2 separate regions of the Hordeum vulgare genome follow, and region 1 is linked to region 2. Evidence: chromatin contacts called from public Hi-C data. All regions are on one chromosome and are shown on one strand. The core of a region is the stretch at or near the end of the contact, and the rest is flanking DNA. Distances in the headings are between cores, read along the strand shown.

The links. A called contact is a pair of places that touch in the nucleus more often than the background predicts.
Region 1: a contact with region 2 is called in a Hi-C map of leaf, with 4 times the contacts expected there. The contact joins the promoter of LOC123425610 here to the promoter of LOC123425609 in region 2. A contact is called at or near these places in 4 of 6 Hi-C or Micro-C datasets (leaf and seedling) and 1 of 1 datasets of contacts at active chromatin or transcription factors (embryo).

Annotation. Positions count from the first base shown.
Region 1 is chr2H:148,699,131-148,702,357 of MorexV3_pseudomolecules_assembly, forward strand. It overlaps LOC123425610 (probable serine/threonine-protein kinase WNK1), which reads right to left and starts at 1,501. Exons shown (of 7, transcript XM_045109304.1): 1 at 1,123-1,501; 2 at 956-993; 3 at 616-843; 4 at 219-439; 5 at 1-106. The coding sequence starts at 1,209.
Region 2 is chr2H:148,402,432-148,405,713 of MorexV3_pseudomolecules_assembly, forward strand. LOC123425609 (40S ribosomal protein S13-1-like) reads right to left here and starts at 1,787. Exons shown (of 1, transcript XM_045109303.1): 1 at 998-1,787. The coding sequence starts at 1,701. The coding sequence ends at 1,246.

The DNA of each region.
Region 1 (3,227 bases), core at 251-2,750, 300 kb after region 2:
TACTCAAAGGTGACCATCTCAAGCACGCACATGCCGAAGGAGTATATGTCCACCAGCTCGTTGTATTCCTCGGCATACACCTCCGGCGCCATGAACTCCGGCGTACCTGCCCAAACAATCGGACACGCCAATCTCATCAAATTTCCACAGAACCATCATCATTTGGGACCGTAAAACACCATTTTTCCATGCTAGGTAGCTAATCGGCCGAAGCTTACCTACGCAGTGAACAGCATGGGACTTGCGGAGGATGGCGGCCAGGCCGAGGTCGCCGATCTTGACCTCACCCTGGTTACCATTGACGAAGATGTTGTCACACTTGAGGTCCCGGTGGATGATGGGTGGATTGTGGCTGTGTAGGTACAGCAGGCCGCTGAGGATCTGCCGGCACCAGTCCTTGACCGCCCATATATTCACCTTCCTGTGCTTCTGCCTGTACCTAATCACCAGCAAATCACAAGCAATCAATTAGGCATACAGAACAGAAGATACGTACTACTACTACTTTCTTTCTAGAATTGGGCAGAAAAAAAGGAGATTTCCTTTAGATTGAGCGTACAAGGATACAACTTTATTGAGCATTAAAGAGAGTTAGATGAGATTGGTGCGGCTTACTGGCGGAGGGTGCCGGAGGTGAACATCTCGGTGATGAAGTTGATGTGGCGGGCGGAGACGTCGACCCAGGAGGTGTAGAACTTCATGATGTTCTTGTGCTTGAGCGTCTTGAGGAGGTGGATCTCGCAGTAGAGGCGCTCCAGGTCATCGGGGCACTGGAGGAAATCGTAGAGCTTCACCTGGTTCCACGCCACCTCCATCCCCTGGTACTCGTCGAACGCCCGGTACCTGAAACCAGACCAGGCGCTCGTCGTCAGCAGTCAGCTCGGGCGGCGCGAGGCGGACAAGAAAGAAGCGACAGCAAGCAGCGAGCGAGCGAGCAGAGGACGGCGGATCTTACACGGTCTTGGACGCGCCCTTGCCGAGGACGTCGTTATACTGCAAGAAGCATGGAGCAAACGGATCAGCGATCTGGCATGGCAGGGTAACGTATCGAGAAACGGCCGCAGGAGGAGGAGGGGAGCAGGGGGAGGGAGGTTGTTGGTGGTGGTGGGGGTGGCGCCGTACCCTTCCGTACCGGCCGGTGGGGTCGAGCTCCGCGTACTCCCCGCAGTCGGCCGCGTTGGCGCTGGCGTTTGCCCTGGCGCCCATCATCCTAGCTATCTCCGGCTCGCTCCGGCCTCGGAAGCAGCGCAAGAAAGCACCCGCTCCGCGCCGCCCGGGAGGCAGCTGCTGGCTCGCCGGCGCGCTCGCGCTCGCGCTGCTAGGAGGAGTGGATGGGGAGTGAGGAGGGGCAGGGGGGCGGGGAGGAGGAGAGGATCGGCGCGGGAGCGAGCGGCCTATTTAGGGAAATGTGGGCACACATGGTGTGTGTGGGCAGAGAGAGAGAGAGAGATGGGAAGGAGCCAAGGAGGAGGGGGTGGGGATGATGAGGCTTTAGTTGTAGATTGTAGATTAGATCAATGGGAAAGCCGCAGATAAACTTGCCGTTTTTAACTCCACACGAGAGATGAGATTTACTAAGCTACCTGCTGGGCTGGGCCAGCTACGTGGTACTGTACGTACTAGGGGTGACAGGATCCTAGATACTGTCGTTGGTTAGTCGGGTGAGACTACAATTCCATCATGACACGGTCAAATTAGCCTCACTTCCATGCCGATATACTAATCCACAATTATTCGGTGTAAACAAATTAGACCGCAATCGTCTCTAAAAGGAACTGGAATTACAGTAGAAAAATGCAGGCCGGTCTCTGCGTTTTTTATTCCTTTCAGAAAAGGCAGCCCGATTTTCCAAGAAAGCATGTTTGGTTTGGACCCAAATGTTGTTCAATCCCATGGGCGAAAACGACCGCTCGCAGAAAAGTACTGTATATATGAATGTAGAAGCTCTGGGGGAAGAAACTATGTCGAGAAGCTCTTTAACCGGAAAAAGGGACAGCTGATTAGGAACCACGATCTTGGCGCAAACTGAACAAGAAAATTGAATATTTACTGGGGTTCTTGTTTTTCTTGCTTTCCTCCTTGACATCGCAAATCTGACTCTCTTTTTTGACTTCGGAGAAGAAAACGAAATGGTTCGAGAGCGGCCCCTTTGTTTTGCCTCCCCATTGATGATCAAACCCTGCTAAACGCTATGCTCCCCCGGCGAACTCACTTGGGCCATGATGGTGCGGGGTGCTCCGTTCATGTCCATGGAAAGTTGCTCAAAGCTATAGTACTCCTAGATAGGAGCACCCGGGTTCATCTTCATTTTCCAACACGTTGAAAATTTGTAAGCAGTTTAAAGAAACCGGATAATTGGACAAAATAACTCATACATGAGCTTCACCCTCATCCACCGCTAATCATATAGGTAGGTGATGTCGAGTAGGGCATTTGGAGACAGAGCATCATGAAGACCTTAATTTTGACAATAACAAAATTCAAAATTTATGTTTTAAAAGTTATGAAAAAAATAAACATGTATACAAGAATGCGATGTGTATGTGTGTACAATTTTATTATGAGATACCTTGAATTTCGAGCTGCCCCCAAAAAAGCATGATATTTAAAGATGAACAATACATATGCTAAAAGCCCAAATTTGTTTTTTTTTGTACCTCACATTTTAACTTGTTTCGACCTGAAATTTACACACATGTACATCATGAATCTAGTTACACATATATTTTTCAGAATTTTTTAAAAGAAGAGTTTGAATTTTAAAGTTTCCAAATTAAGGCCTTCGTGGAGCACGGTCTCCATTTGGCATTTTCGGGTGATGTTAGTTATATAATTTGCCATGCTTACCTTATAATTATCAATGGATGTGGTTTCATTGAGAAATAATAGTTTTTAAAAAACATATAATACAGATGGAGACACTCACAAACATGTATATACGCTCAGTGACGGACCCATGAATTAAATGAAGGGTGTGCACACTAAAAAAATCTGCCTAATCCAAGTGTCATGTAATATACTCAATTGTTAAAATCTGGCATCGATTTCAACATTGGTCATTGAACCGCATGCATCTAAAAGCACACTACGTAGACAGTCGAACCAAACAAAGGAAAGACTAGCAAATCTGGCGTTGACTTCCTAATCCACACCCCGACCTCTCTCCCCACACACTTATCCCCACTCTTCTCCTCATTCATCTCCCATGCACATACATGCGGAGAGAA
Region 2 (3,282 bases), core at 537-3,036:
TATAGTATGCTCTCATTAACCGATTATTCCTCGATCATTACGAGCAAAAGGGGGACTACATGTCATAGGAAATGCAACAGGCCAGGTCAGTGATTCCAGGCCAATAGTTCAAGGAACAAAGAAACGCACGTAAAATCTCCAAATACTGGCAAAAGTGCAAATTAATGACCATAGGTTACCCTCCAACCCTATTTTCAGTTCAAAAGAATGAACTGGTTATCTAAAAATGATGCAATTTTGGGAAATTAGTTCATTTGATTAAGGTATTTATATATTGCAGGTTACGTTCCTACACAGGAAGCATCACAACCAAGAACGATTTGGTATAGATCCCTACATGCTATGAACAACTGATTTACACCTGATCTAATATATGAAATGTATTAGAACAGGACATCTTTTTCAGTCCAATAGTCAAGGAACAAAGAAACGCAAGTAAAATCTCCAGGCCAATAGTCCAAAGAGCAAAGAAATGTAAGTAAAACCTCAGACCAAATATTAATAATGGTGCGAAATATTGGCCTAAGGTTACCCTCCAACCCTCTTCAGTTCAAAAGAAGGGACTGGTTTTCCAAAGGTGGCATGATTTTGGCAAAGTTCATTTAAAAATATTTACCAGATTTACGTCATTACTTCATACTCCCTCTGTTCCTAAATACTCCCTCCGTCCCAAAATTCTTGTCTTAGACTTGTTAGATATAAATGTATCTAGTCACATTTTACTATTTAGATACATCAATTTCTAGACAAACCTAAGACAAGAATTTTGGGACGGGGGAGTATATGTCTTTTTAGAGATTTCACTAGAAGACTACATACAGAGCAAAATGAGTGAATCTACACTCTAGAGTATGTCTATATACATCCGTATGTAGTCCCCTAAAGAAACCTCTAAAAAAGACTTAAATTTAGGAACCAAGGGAGTAGTTCCTACACAGGAAGCACCACAACCAAGAACCAATAGCTGGTATGGATCCTAAATGCTATGAACAACTGATTTACCACTCGGCTAACATTAAAAGACCTCTTACCAAAGCAACACATTGTAAATAGTCTCAACTTCCAAGGATCAAAATCTAATCCACTCCCACTGAACTCTCGAAATACTCCTATCCAGGCACACGAGAGGTAATCGATAGGTTTAAAAGCTTACATTGCCAAAAGCATTGCTTACTACAGTACTTAACACAAAACCGAAGTCCAAAACTGCAGAGAATTACGTCGAAGAACCGAAGCTTAACCGAATCAGGCGACGAGGGTGCTCGCGGTGGTGGACTCGTACTTCCAGGCGGCGGGCATCTTCTTGGTGAGGCGGTAGTAGCGGGTGAGGCGGTGGACCCTGCTCTCGACGAGGATGAGGCGGAACTTGGCGTCGACGTCCGACCTGTTCCTCTCCAGGTGCTTCCTGATCGCAACGGCCTTCTTGATGAGGAAGTAGAGGTCCTCGGGCATCTCCGGCGCGAGCCCGCGCGCCTTGAGCAGGCGCACGATCTTGGCGCCGGTGACGGCCTTGGACAGCGGGATGCCGTGGCCGTCGCGGAGCAGGGCGCCGATCTGAGACGGCAGCTGGCCCTTCTTGGCGGCGCGCACGATCATCTCCTCCACGTCCGGCGCGGCTGTCTTGACCCAGGCCGGGGCCTCCCGCTTGTAGGGGATCACCGAGGACGACATCCCCTTCCCGTTGCTGTGCATGCGTCCCATGGCGGCGAGGAGGGAGGTGGGGGGAGAAGCGGCTGTGGCGGCGGAGAGGGAAACCTAGCAAAAATGGGGCGGTGCCCTTCGCTGCCAAGCCAGTCAGTTATATCTGCTCGCGTTGCAAACTGGGCTTAGCCCATAATGTTTTGGACGCGAATACCGCGCGATCGCGACCCAATATCCTCTCGCTGATCGCCCATCGAGCGCGAGGGCCAATCTTATTCGGCGCGCAAGTCGCTGTTTTAGGCTGCGTTTGGGACGTTGTTTTTTTCTACCCTTATACGAGTAACATTTTACACTTGCATTATACTCCTCCCGTTCCTAAATATAAGTCTTTTAAGCGATTTCACTAAAAGTCTACATACAAAGCAAAATGATTGAATCTATACTCTAAAGTATGTCTATATACATCCGTATGTAGTCCATTAGTGAAATCTCTACAAAAACTTATATTTAGGAACGGAGGGAGTACTAGCCTACAACCAAAATACATGTCAGGATTGTATTTCCATTCCGCTTCCCCAGCCTTCGTTTGAATTGTTGTTTTTTCCCGCCCTTGTAACCTGGCTGCCATAGCCTAAACTTTCAAAAGCACAAACTTTCAACAATAGCAGAATTTCAGCAACACTGAGTGCATTTTTAACAACATAAATTTTCAAATACGCACATACAGACTTAAAAACAGTACAGACTGCACTTTCACACATATTCCACACGTATAAAATGAGATAATTTTTTTATTTATATAACAGCACCACGACATAAAAAAATATATTTTTGCATTCATCTATTTGAACATAGTTCCGATAACTCATAGTGCTCAAAATCAACAGTTTAAATTACAAATTTATTGAGGCATAGTTGTCTCGTCTCGTCCGCTGCTACATAACCAAAGTTCGGATTCGTAATTGTTCAATCATTGTGCATTTAGACATAAAATATTTTAAAAAGATTAATCGTCGGCAATTGTTCAAGCAGTGAAGCAACATCTGGATAAGTAACAAGAGCAAGCTTGTCATGATCACCATACACTGCAAGCCAAACATTTGAATAAAATTATTAGTGGGGATCAATATCAAACATAGTGCTGAGAATTAGTGGGGATCAATACCAAACATACTAAGCATACATATATACTAGCAGCAGCAAAAGAAATAAAATGCACACTAACCAAACCATAGTATTGTTCAAAGCTGTCTGGTGATAAATATATACCATAAAAGAAATAAAATGCACACTTCCCGCAAATATAGAATGTGCAGATACAACATTCTCTCTGAGAAGTTTTGTTCCCAGCTCCAACACCTCTCTGTTTGCCTCCCTTGTTTGTAAAATAGATCATCCCACGATCCAGTAACAAATTAGTTTGACAAGGGTCATGGAATTATTTTATATTTTGTGCTAAAAATTAGGCTAGACATTTCCACGACGTCCAGAAAATAGCAGAGACCCCAACCAAACCAATTTCTTATCATTTTTAGGGAAACTTTTGATCTAGTTCCAAAAACATGATACACGTATATGCAACGTTTTCCAGATATGTGTATGCAGGTGATGGTCACTGATCAGTAGCGTAAAACATATGCT